Regions from separate parts of the Mus musculus genome. Here region 1 is linked to region 2. A link is a contact called in public HiChIP or PLAC-seq data. All regions are on one chromosome and are shown on one strand. The core of a region is the stretch at or near the end of the contact, and the rest is flanking DNA. Distances in the headings are between cores, read along the strand shown.

Region 1 (6,287 bases), core at 1,501-4,000, 200 kb after region 2:
AGTTTATTAGTCATAGGTGGACAGCTCTCCATCCCAGGAAAGGTTTCTAAAGGGGTTGAACTTTCATCTGTGTGATCCATTCACATCACAGTTGATAGACTCCACTAAGTAGCAGGCCCCTGGGGTTATCAGCTATAAAAACAGGACTTGCATAGCTCAAAGGCAAAAGTATATATAAGTCATATGTGACTTTGTCTATTTGAAGTAGACATGAATGGAACCTGGGTTGTTCTGTCTCCCCTTATTGCAGAATCTTGGGCCCCCACAATATTCGATATTTATTTTGAAGAGCTACCAACAAGAAAAAAGTAGAGGCCAGCTGGAGATGAATTTTGCAATTTTAGTATTACACTCATTTATTTGGTTGCTAATAAACCATTATTGACCATCTGCAGGGGTCCAAGCTCTTTGATTTGCCTCAAGGGCACAAGGACAGAATAAACCAAACCAAACCAAACCAAACCAAACCAAACCAAACCAAACCAAACCAAACCAAACCAAACCAAACCAAGCAAACACACACAAAAATCTAGTGCTGTGGCTGCCTGAGAGAAGTTATTATGACCTGGAGGAGGCAAGAGCAGAAATGCATAACACACAATTAGCATCTGCTAAAGTAGAATTTTGCTATCTATGGGGTAGTCTGAGGAAGACCCACACAACACATGGGCTCTGGGAAGGGAAACAGACCATGTGGTTGAAGGAGAGAGGGATTGGAAATCAGTACCAAAGAAAGACTGTTTCCTCTCATTCCATATTCAATATACCAGGTCAACATACAATCATGCCATTTCATGCTTACAACCCCAGTGGTGCTGTGCTGCCTTCAGATCAACAAATATGTTCTCTACCAAGAAGACTCCAGCATATTCCATGGCAGTTGATCTAAAAAGGCTGGTGTCTTCACCTTGCCAGATCTAGATTCAAAGTGGGAACCCATCTGCTGTTCTTCTGACTAGGAAGTCCTCTTTACTTACCCAGCTCCCTCTGCCATTGCTTGACAGAGTCATGTGACTTTATACAGTTTTCCTAGCCTGCCACCCTGGGCTAAGCCTTCCACCCCCTCTCCATATAGTAGTAGCCTGTACTTTTTCTACCTAGCAATGAACAGAGCTGCAATTATTGGATTCTGTGTCTCCCCATGGTTCATAGGTTGGACACACAAGCCTTAACTTGATTTGTTAGTGGTTTATGGAGGTGAGGTTTTGAGAGATAATAAGGGTCAGGTGCATTCCTGAGAATGGGGTTCCTGTGATGGCATTAGAGACTTTAGAGGAAGACAGGTCAACCCTAGCACATTAGCTCTCTTTTCCCATGAAGACCTCTGCCATGCTGTGATGTAGCAGGAAGGCTTTTGCCAGCTGCTGGATCCATGCTCATGAACTTTCCAGCTTACTAAAATTACCTAGTTTCTGGTATTCTGTCTCAACAACACAAAACAGACTTAGATAAGTTCTCCAGGCTGGAAGAGACTGGAATCCAGGGCTAGTAACTTACCTGCTCTCCAGAGGAGCCGGGCCACACGGGTTACTTTTCTGTAGCTGTGATAAGGACACTTGAAAAAGAAGAAATGTGGGTTGTTCTTCCTCATTTTTATATGCACATGTATGTGTTCCTGAGTGTGTGCACATGTGTGTGTGTGTACACATGCATACATGAGTGTGAGTGCCTGTATGAGCATGTGTATAGTGGCAAGAGGCAAATGCCAGCTACCTCCCTCTACTTCTCTCATTATTTTTACACTTATTATTTATTATTTCACTTTCTTTCTTTCTTTCTTTCTTTCTTTCTTTCTCTCTCTCTCTTTCTTTCTTTCTTTCACTTTCTTTCTTGCTTGCTTTCTTTCACTTTCTTTCTTCCTTTCTTTCTTTCTTTCTTTCTTTCTTTCTTTCTTTCTTTCTTTCTTTCTTTCTTTCTTCCTTTCTTTTGTTTTTCTTTCTTTCTCTCTCTTCTCTTTCTGTCTTTCTTTCTTTTCTCTCTCTCTCTTTCTTTCTTTCTCTCTCTTTTCTTTCTGTCTTTCTTTTGTCTCTTTTTCTCTTTTCTCTCTTTCTCTTTCTTTCTTTCTTTCTTTCTTTCCTTTTTCCTTCCTTTCTTTCTTTCTTCCTTTCTTTTGTTCTTTCTCTCTCTCTTTTCTCTTCCTGTCTTTCTTTCTTTTCTCTCTCTCTTTCTCCCTCTTTTCTTTCTGTCTTTCTTTTCTCTCTTTTTCTCTTTTCTTTTCTCTTTCTCTTTCTTTCTTTCTTCCTTCCTTTCTTTCTTTCTTTCTTTCTTTCTTTCTTTCTTCATCTTTGCTGATGTGTGTGTAAGTACATGTGGTATAGTGCTCACGTGAAGGTCAAAGGACAAAAATATGGGAGTCTATCCTTCTACCATGTGGACCTTGGGATCAGACTCAGGCTTGGCTATAAGTGCCTACACTCCCTGGCTTACTTTCCATTATTTCTTTTGGAGACAAAATCTCTCACTAAGCCTGGATATTATTGCCTGGACAAGACTAGCTGGTTTGCAAGCTGCAGGGATCTTCTTGTTCTACTTCCCCAGAGAGAGGATTATAGATACCCATACTATGCCTGGCTGTTTGTGTGGGTGTGGAGGATCCACACTCAGGCTCCCCTTGCTTGCACAGCAAGGTCTTTACTGAGTGAATCATCTACCTCCATCTCTCTTCTTTCTTTTTAAAGGAGATATTACTTACTTGGCTCGTGACTCATGGGGCTCAGTTCCAGGTTGCTTGGCCTCATTCACTTGGACAGAACACTGCGATGGCAGAAGTACACAGCTGAGAGATGCTTCAGTTCATGGCAGACAGGAAGCAGAGGGAATGGAGGGGACTGGGGATGAATCATTACTTTCAAAGACTTGATACTCTGGAATCTACTTTCTTTAGTTACAGGAACTGGGCATAGTGAGTCTGGGAGTCACAAGCAACAGAGTGTGTTCCTGTCAAATTAAGAACCTGCCTCTCCCTGGAGCCCCAAACTTGTTATTTTCCCCAGTCAGCTAAACTGGAAGAAGTAAGACTTGAGAAATCAAGCCCACCTCCCAAAATAGCATCCCCAGCTGGAAATGTAGTAATTAACATATAAGACTGTGAGGGACGTTTCATATTCAAACTGGGGCATGAGATATAACAGAGAGTTGGTGCTCAATACGTGCCTTGTAAGTCTTTGGGTGAATGAGCAACCGTGGTATAGACAGAGAGGCTCATCTTGGTAACAGTGAGTATAGCCAGCCAGCAACTTGCCCGGTGCAGCATTGACAGGCCTTACTGTGAGAGATTGGATTAGATTGTGTCACACTAAGGGGTTTAGACTTATTCCCACAGGCAGAGGGACCCTTGGAAGTCTTATAAGCTAGAGAGTAACTTAACCTGTTAAGTGGTTTAGAAACACAGCTAGAGGGCACTTGATTCTTGAGTTAACTACCTGGAATTGGCTCTTATCTGATTTCTGAGGGTCTCACTTTTCCAGTTTAGCTAAGGGAGGGAAAACACATTTTGGGTTTCAGTTGTACATAGCATCTGCCTGTGACAACTACTTCCCTTCTGCCAGCCCCCACAGATGCTCCTGTTACCTGTGCCCTAGTTTTATACCTCTTTGGAGCTGTGGCCTGCTGCCCCTTTGTTTGGACAAGATCCATCTGGCACTTGCAACTTGGCTGGTAGCAGCCCATTTGGCAGCAGCCCTTCCCATATACACTGCTTCTGTGCTCAGATCAACACACATTCCCTCACTGGAGCCTCTCTGACCACAGCAGACCATATTGCTCTGTGGAACTCAGGACCACCCAGGTTCAGAACCAGACAGATTCTCTGTCTGCCATTGAGAGGTTCACAGAGGCAGAGGGCCTACTTCTAGCGGTCCCTGGGGTCTGCCTCCTCTTCTAAAGGAGTTGGCGTCCTGAGGAGAAATGCAGTGTCAGGTTATACATCAGGGGGGTGACAAAGCCAGGAAGAGATTCCAGTGGTGCACTCGTAGGCTTTCTGTTACTGTAACAACACGCCTGAGATAATCAACTTAAGAAGATAATAGGTTTGCTTTGGTTCACAGATTTGGAGGTTTTAGTCCATTGTCATTTGACCTTGTAGCTTTTGTGCCTGTGATGAAGCATCACATCAAGGTAGGGATGCACAGAAGAGGAAGCTGCTCACCTCTTGGTGGCCAGGAAGCAATCAAGAAGAGACAGAATCACCACATAATCTCCTCATAAAGCAATGATGTAAAATCTCCCATCATGTCTCACCATTTAGAGTCTTCTGCTTCCTTTCATTTTTTCCAAGCTTTGACCAAGCCTTTGATACTTGGGTCTTGGGGAAAAACTTATTCAAACCATAGCAGATGGCTTGACCCAAGTCTATTGCTTTTCTATTAGATGTGACTACCTGGGTGGGCTCCAAACAAAGAACAGGAGCTATTATTTTCTTCTCAACACAACCACTTATTTTGCCAACCAAATCATGAATTTGGAAATCTTGGATAGCAAAATATTTTATTTATCTCCTTGCAATTGTATGCCACATAGTAGTTATTTAATAAAATAGCATTGATTTGAGTCATTCCAGATGAGAACTGTCATTGTTATCCATAGCCTCAGTGCCATTCATTAAGGCAATGGTGACATGGGGACAAAATAACTGACTTTAGAAGCTCCAAGTGATAGCATGGACAGGCACGCCATCATCACTGTACATCTCAGAGTCCTTAGAAGGAAAGGCACTCCTGCCATACTGGCTCTGCCTCTCTGTTCTAGAGACTGACCCATCTGACTGCATTCTGCGGGGATGGTGCTAAGTCCAGTCTACCTCTCTCTACACACAGTTTCTGGAAGGGGCTGCTTTTCTCTGAACTTGCCTGGTTCAGATGGCACTGGTCTTTCCCTTAAGCTTTCTCATGCCCCATGGCAATTCTGACTTCCTGTCAATACTAGTTTCTAATACATTCCCAGGTTGATTGTAGATCCTTTACTGACTTTTTCCTGGAAAATACTGGTTTCTGATGGAACCTGGTCTGATTGCAAGAGCTCAGGGACCAGAAACATGTCAGTGAGGCAGAAGGTTCTCCATGGCCAAATAGATTTGGCATTGTTGCAAAATATGGAGGACTAGCTAAGCTATGTATTCATAGACTCAACAAACTTGCTCTCTGGTGAACATGGGGGAATTTGGGGGCAGATGAGCACTTTCCTATCTACCCCTTTTAGATGGTCTTATAGGGATCACCTGCATTTAATCTTTTGGACTCTAGTTCAAGAAAGACAATTTCATTTAAAACATTAGTCAGATGTTATCACTTCCATCCATGGAGCTCAGAATCTAGTGAAAGGTAACCCATGGGGAAATTCTACTGGATGCAAGTAATGGGAAAGAAATATGCTAGAGGGTTGATTCATGCAGCTGGATATGGACGCCACCAGCTAGGTGACTCCAGGAATGGACCTAGAGTCATGTAGAAAGAATCTGAGCAGGAAGAAGATCAACTTAGACCCCAGATTCTGTATTTAAGTCATGACAGTTAGCAGGTCCTTGGCCAATGGAGGAAAATTATATTGCTTTCAACCTAATTGCAAAACGGACAGAAGTGAGACACTCTGAAGCCAGTGACTGGCCTGGGGCTTTTCATGAGAACATGGTCACCATCCATAGGGGTGTGCTTCCTCTGAGTCCCAGAGTGGTTTTGAAATAGAACTGCCTCCTAAGTCAGAATATGAGCATTTGACGTGTAAGTGCATGGATAAGGGACAAAAAGAGATTAGTTGCTGATTCTGTGAGTAACCATGTCCCAGGACTGGCCCTGAGGGAAGATGGAGGCTGACACCAGCACATCAGGAAATGATCCTCCCTCTTCCTGTTCCTTAGGCCGAGAATGTTCCCACACACTGAGCCAGAGGGAAACAGGGAGGGAGTCACAGCACAAGTAGCTTAAATAACTCGTGTTTCTTGGGCATTCAGGCTTCTACTTTGATATAAATTCAAAACCTACTAGTTTATTTATTTTATTTGGTTAGGAACCAAGACAATGGTGGCTTCATTGGAAACATGTGTGTGTGTGTGTGTGTGTGTGTGTGTGTGTGTGTGTGTGTGTGTGTGTGTGTGTTTGTGTGTGTGTGTTTCCTTTTTCTTCTTTAAAAACCCTGGGCAACTGACCTAGTTTTTTATTCTCTTTGAACTCAACAGAGGCAGCTCTTCTTCAAAGCAGGCTGTAACATTAAGGTTCTCTGCTTTATGTGGACGAGGGTGAGTCACCCAGTTACTAAAAAAGATGAGCCATGAATGCTGTCTTTTAAAGCTGTCT
Region 2 (6,135 bases), core at 2,039-4,538:
ATGTCGACATTTCCACTCCCAATGACGGTGATGTATAATGCTCAAGTATTCTCCTGCTTTTTTACCACTAACTAGGAACTGGGTTTGGCCTTAATTCAGACAGCCTTGGCTCTGTCTGGACAGGTCCAGACGACTGACACCATTAACACTTTGTCAGCCTCAGTGACTACAGTCATAGATGAACAGGCCTCAGCTAATGTCAAGATACAGAGAGGTCTCATGCTGGTTAATCAACTCATAGATCTTGTCCAGATACAACTAGATGTATTATGACAAATAACTCAGCAGGGTTGTGAACAAAAGTTTCCGGGATTGTGTGTTATTTCCATTCAGTATGTTAAATTTACTAGGACAGCTAATTTGTCAAAAAGTCTTTTTCAGTATATGTTACAGAATTGGATGGCTGAATTTGAACAGATCCTTCGGGAATTGAGACTTCAGGTCAACTCCACGCGCTTGGACCTGTCCCTGACCAAAGGATTACCCAATTGGATCTCCTCAGCATTTTCTTTCTTTAAAAAATGGGTGGGATTAATATTATTTGGAGATACACTTTGCTGTGGATTAGTGTTGCTTCTTTGATTGGTCTGTAAGCTTAAGGCCTAAACTAGGAGAGACAAGGTGGTTATTGCCCAGGCGCTTGCAGGACTAGAACATGGAGCTTCCCCTGATATATCTATGCTTAGGCAATAGGTCGCTGGCCACTCAGCTCTTATATCCCATGAGGCTAGACTCATTGCACGGGATAGAGTGAGTGTGCTTCAGCAGCCCGAGAGAGTTGCAAGGCTAAGCACTGCAATGGAAAGGCTCTGCGGCATATATGAGCCTATTCTAGGGAGACATGTCATCTTTCATGAAGGTTCAGTGTCCTAGTTCCCTTCCCCCAGGCAAAACGACACGGGAGCAGGTCAGGGTTGCTCTGGGTAAAAGCCTGTGAGCCTAAGAGCTAATCCTGTACATGGCTCCTTTACCTACACACTGGGGATTTGACCTCTATCTCCACTCTCATTAATATGGGTGGCCTATTGCTCTTATTAAAAGAAAAGGGGGATCTGTGAGGAGCCGCCCTCACATTTGCCATTATAAGATGGCACTGACAGCTGTGTTCTAAGTGGTAAACATAGTCTGCACACATGCAGGGGCAGTTTTCCCACCATGTGTTCTGCCTTTCCCGTGATGACAACTGGGCCGATGGGCTGCAGCCAATCAGGGAGTAATACATCCTAGGTGGAGGATAATTCTCCTTAAAAAGGGATGGGGTTTCGCCATTTGCTTGCTTGCTCTCTTGCACTCTGGCTCCTGAAGATGTAAGCAATAAAGCTTTGCCGCAGAAGATTCTGGTTTGTTGCGTCTTTCCTGGCCGGTCGTGAGAACGTGTCTAATAACACCTGGCTTCGGGTGAAGAATGTTGTGTTTTTTCCCTCTTCTGTGCTGTGTTAATCCTCTATTCTGTTTTGCTCCCTCTTGCATGTATACCATCTAGTCCTCTCCTCTATGTGCCCTTAAACTTGTGCAGCCCTGTCCATCTATGAAACATTCCTAAAGGGAAGTTACCAGGGAGGAGCCAGGGGTATACAGTGTTCTCTATCTGTGTTCTGATTCTTAGGCTAAGTAGAGTGTCTGTACATTCCTTATACATAATCTCCCATACAACTTTGGGTCATCAGAAATGAAAATAGTCCTTCTTTACTCTACCATGTGAATGGCAAAAGCTGTCCATGATCCTTCACATTTCCCGTTTGCAGTTTACACCTCATGGCCTTCCCTGACATCTTTTGTCACCTCTTACCACCCCACAGACCCATGGTTTTTCTTCTCTCTGACCCCGACCTCCATAAAGCTCGACTGATCCCTGGCTTTTCCCCTGTCCCTTCTTTCCCATTGTTTCCCATATCTTGTGGCTGGAACTTCATGTCTACTCACAAGCCCTTTTGGTCTGCCTTGGTCAGAACTTGTTCTTTTGTTGTGGACTTTATGTTGAGCTGACACATGCTGGATCATAGGATGGATCTATGTGGTTGCTCCCTTCCCAGAGTTAATCTTCTCCTGCTGGCCAGCCTTTGAAAGTGCTAGACTCCTGCATTTTATCCTTTCTCCATAAGCCATCAATGATCAAAACGTTGTCTCAAGTTGTCATTGCTATTCCTGGCTATAGTCTCCTTATTGATGTCCTGGTCTCTACCTTGCCTCCTCTTAACCTAAATGCACCATGCTGTTTCTCTACTTGAATGCCCAGCTTCTTACTGAGTGCCCATTCATCTAAGTCTGAATCCATTGTCCGTGGCCTTCCATGATCTAGTGCAACTTGCTTTCAAGAAGCAGCAACTCCTGCCCTCGCCATACCCCATGACTTCTAGGTGATCAAGCACACCACCCTGTCCTCACTATGCCTGGCTAGGTTCCAAGGACTCATTGACAACACACCCTGAGTCTTTGCTCATGCCTTGCCCTTCTCCTGATGTTCCTCACCTGGCAGCTGTAACTGCAATGCTCTGGCTTCTCACTCTGGAAAGTGACATGGCATTCTGACTAAGAATGTCACACCTGGAGTCACACTGATGAGGTTCAAGTCCCAGAGTATTCTGATAGTGCTGTGACTTGGGATCTACACCTCAAGGCTTCCTTTTCCCCTCTGTAAATTTACAGTGAGGCAATTGCAAGTGAGAACAGTGTCCACCTTTTGGGACCATTGTGGAGATTAACATACTGGATGTGCAAAGTGCCCTCTCCAGGGCTGGCTCCGTCTGAAATTCTTGCTAGAGGCAGATCCTAATGATGCTAAAGATGCTTCCATCCTTTAAGATCCAGGTACTTGCTCTGTGACAATGACTTGGACTTTCCAGATGGATACACACGGCATCTCTTACTTATTTAGCATTTGATTTGCATCTAACTCTACCAGTGTACTGTTTTTTATTTTAAATGTTGTCCTCAGTATCTGACTCAGTACCCAATGTTAGACAATCCCACCTCCATGCCTTAAAGACAAATGGCTTTGGCCTTCATCTTTGCTTGATCAGTGGTAGGCCACTGTGATGTACTTATGTGCCAAACTGAGGTCACTGCAGTTGTATCCTGATTTTTTTTTTTCCTGAAGGAGACTCACCAGAAGTCAGGCCCAAAGGCCAGGATAAATCCTTCACTGACTAGGATGGAATGTTTAGAAATTTATCCTTGCCAGTGGGATGCACATTGTCCATCAGCAGTTATAGCTGCAGAAGGGAGAGAGGGAACTGTGTTACATACTTGATGGGTGAGTACATGGGATTGTCAGCCCATGTCCCTTGGCTGTCAGTGAGTGGTGAGTTGGATGACAGTAGCCTGATTGTTCTCTGATCCTGGGTGGTAACATCTGGACTGGACATTCTCGCCAACAGTGATCTCAGAGGGCAAAAATCATGTTGATGCACCAGAGTATGCAAGAGTGGGGCTTTTCAGGGCAGAGTGAGATGCTTTTGTGGGATCCCAGTTGCTGCCAGATGCCTCATAAGCTGCCAGGACATTCTTATGCCTTGGCGTGGTCGGAAGGCAGATGACTGGAGCCTTAGGTGGGTGCTGATGAAAGCCAGGATACTGGTTGCCAGCATCTCCCTAGGATTGAAGTGGACAAGGTTGCATGATGGGTAATCCTTGTCCTAGCTTCCTGGAGTGGAGGAAATGGAGACACGGGGCAGAGAGCACTGGTTCAGGCTCACAGCTGTCCTGGCTTTGTTTTTTCATGCTATGCCAGTATCTGGTCACCTGATTTTGTGTTCCTGGTGTCTCTTCTCTCAAGTTCTAACCTTGGGCTACAGACAAGAGAGGGAGGTGGTTTTAATGATAGTTTTCCAGCTTTGGTCCTTCTTTGAGTATAGCTGTTAGGGTTCCCATTCTAAACTGTTTGCCATAAATCTCTGGGGTCAGTACCAGGGCCCTTTCTTTACCGGACATTTTATTGCCTGTCTATTGGTAGACCTTGGGGGTCACTGATCATTTTGCTACTCTAGATCTTCATCTTCAAATTAGAGGCATTGGTATTCACACCCAGAGGCCTGGCCAAGGAGACTCACAGTCTTCTTAGGGCAACTGGACACTCAGCATGGTTTTTGCCCTATACCTGCTGATGTAGCAAGCTCTGTGACTCTGTTAGGTTAGGCATGATGTTATGGTCTCTTGTTGCATGAGCCGGTGTGACATAGCTCAGGGGAGGAGAGAGGATTGATGGGACTCTAAATATGGGGCAGCATGGGCTTGAGAAAAAGAGGGACTTGGGGACTTCTGAGTGAACGTATTTTGGGAAATGATATCTCTCCTGTGTGGTCCCACAGCTACCAATTAACAGTACTCATCAGTGAAGATAGCCTTTAGAAGGAAGACGGTGCCCCCCGGCCGTCAGAGATGTCCATCTCCACACTGGAAGCCGAGCCGCACTCAGGCCAGCTAACTTGTCATCTTTCATGTGGCCTTGTGGGATGAAGACATTGAATCTGCTGTTCCCATAATGACCTTCAGCAGAGAACCAGGTCAGTTTCTGAGGCTGACATGTCCCCGCTTTGGCCCGCTGCCACCCAGGCAATTAACTTCTGCTATAATTCTGGGCCTCTGCCCCTGCACTCCCCACCAGCCCCTCCCCTTCTAAACAACCATGTTGAACAAGTGACTTACAGGAGGAGGGAAAGGGACTGTCTAGTCTGGAGGCTGAGAGATGACAAGTGCCTGGGCAGAGAGCTGCGTGTTTTGAATCACTGGAGTTGCTGTTCTGGGAGCAGATATGAGGCCGCTGCAGAGAATACTCCAGGCAAACCCTGAGGATAAGTGAGGGTGACATGCTGAAGACAGGAGACTCTCCCAATCACTATCCCCCTGGGGCTGGCCCCAAGCCCTGCCAATTACCTCCCTGGCTTGCTTGGTTCTGCTCTCTGGGAGGGGGGGGGCGGCGAGCTAATTCTGTTCTGGGCTGCTGGGCAGTGAATTTGGGGTACAGTGGCCCCCGGAAAGAATAGGGTGCTGAAGGAAACTAGGGAGTTGCCCTGGGACCTCATTGCCTGCTGTTCTGGTGGGGCACCCCCTCCCACCACCCCCAGCCTCACCATCTGTCTTTTTCTACCTTGCAGTTCAGCAGCAACCTGGGTTAATCAGAAGCCGCTGACCCTGGGAAGATGGTCTCAGAGGAGCAAACCTATTTTAAGCTGGTGAAATGATTAGTGATACTAATCGCACGTCTTCAGCTCAGACCCTCTGGCCTACTTTACTGCTCCCAACTTTCTCTGGGCCTGCACACTTTTACCTCAGTCCCCATCCCTCCTTCTCTTCTCTAAGCAACGAGTTGCCCTCACCTCCCTTCCCGATTTCTGAGAGACGTGAGGCCATGGAAGCCTCCAATGTCTCTATTCTGCACCTCTAGGAACCCTTAATACGTTCAAATGACCCCAAGAGCCTTTAGGGTTAGATAATTTAGGCTATAATCTGACCCTAGACCATTCTATGCAACGATGTTGGTAGGTACAAAATGGGAGAAGGTGTTTGGATGCTTTCTTAGCACCTGTGCCCAGGGCTTTCTTAGGACCAGAGAGTCTAATAAAGGATATGAAAGAAGAATATTTGCTGGTGGGGGGAATTTGAGGGGGGAAGTCCTACCCAGAAAAGGATCCTACTATTGGCTATGAGTCACAGTTTCCTTGGGATAGTGGAACTTGCTGGGAGGTCAAGGCTAGAGCTCTGCTCTTGGGGTGATTAGAAAGATGTATGGTTTAGATGTGTCTCCCAAAGTTCACGTGTTGGAAATTTCAGCTGTACTGTAATAGAGTTGGAGGTAGCACCCAGAAGAAATAATAAGGTCACGATGGTCTGGCTTCCTGTATGAAATAATGTCACTAGGATCTTGTTACTTGTCTTGGAAGTGGGTTCTTGACGGGAGGAGATCTGCTTGCTACCTCCTCCCTCACATGCATACTTGCATCTGGAGGCACACATGCCATCTATGCCCCTATTAAGTTTCCATCTACAGGATATAACTGATTTGGGAATAGGAAAACTGTCCTCTCTGAGGTATAGTGCATAGCTAAAGAGTAGGCAGGTACTGGCCACGTAACTCAATTTTATAACTTGAGTTTTAACCTCTGTGCCGTAGGTCTACAATCTCTGGGGGCCAGGTCC

What was found. HiChIP or PLAC-seq counts read pairs in DNA pulled down with a chosen protein or histone mark.
Region 1: an H3K27ac HiChIP or PLAC-seq map of the NIH/3T3 cell line shows a contact between it and region 2, with 5 times the contacts expected there. The contact joins two enhancer-like sites.

What each region holds. Positions count from the first base shown.
Region 1 is chr14:71,324,186-71,330,472 of GRCm38.p6, forward strand. No RefSeq gene overlaps it. Among named protein-coding and RNA genes, the nearest start is that of Gm4251, 76 kb to the left of the region's middle. Within about 2 kb of position 2,751, at least 10 of the 459 cell types and tissues checked have an H3K27ac peak or open chromatin away from gene starts, as enhancers often do. A contact at or near this core is called in the NIH/3T3 cell line, where this site is marked.
Region 2 is chr14:71,125,308-71,131,442 of GRCm38.p6, forward strand. No RefSeq gene overlaps it. Among named protein-coding and RNA genes, the nearest start is that of Gm34757, 39 kb to the right of the region's middle. Within about 2 kb of position 3,289, at least 58 of the 459 cell types and tissues checked have an H3K27ac peak or open chromatin away from gene starts, as enhancers often do. A contact at or near this core is called in the NIH/3T3 cell line, where this site is marked.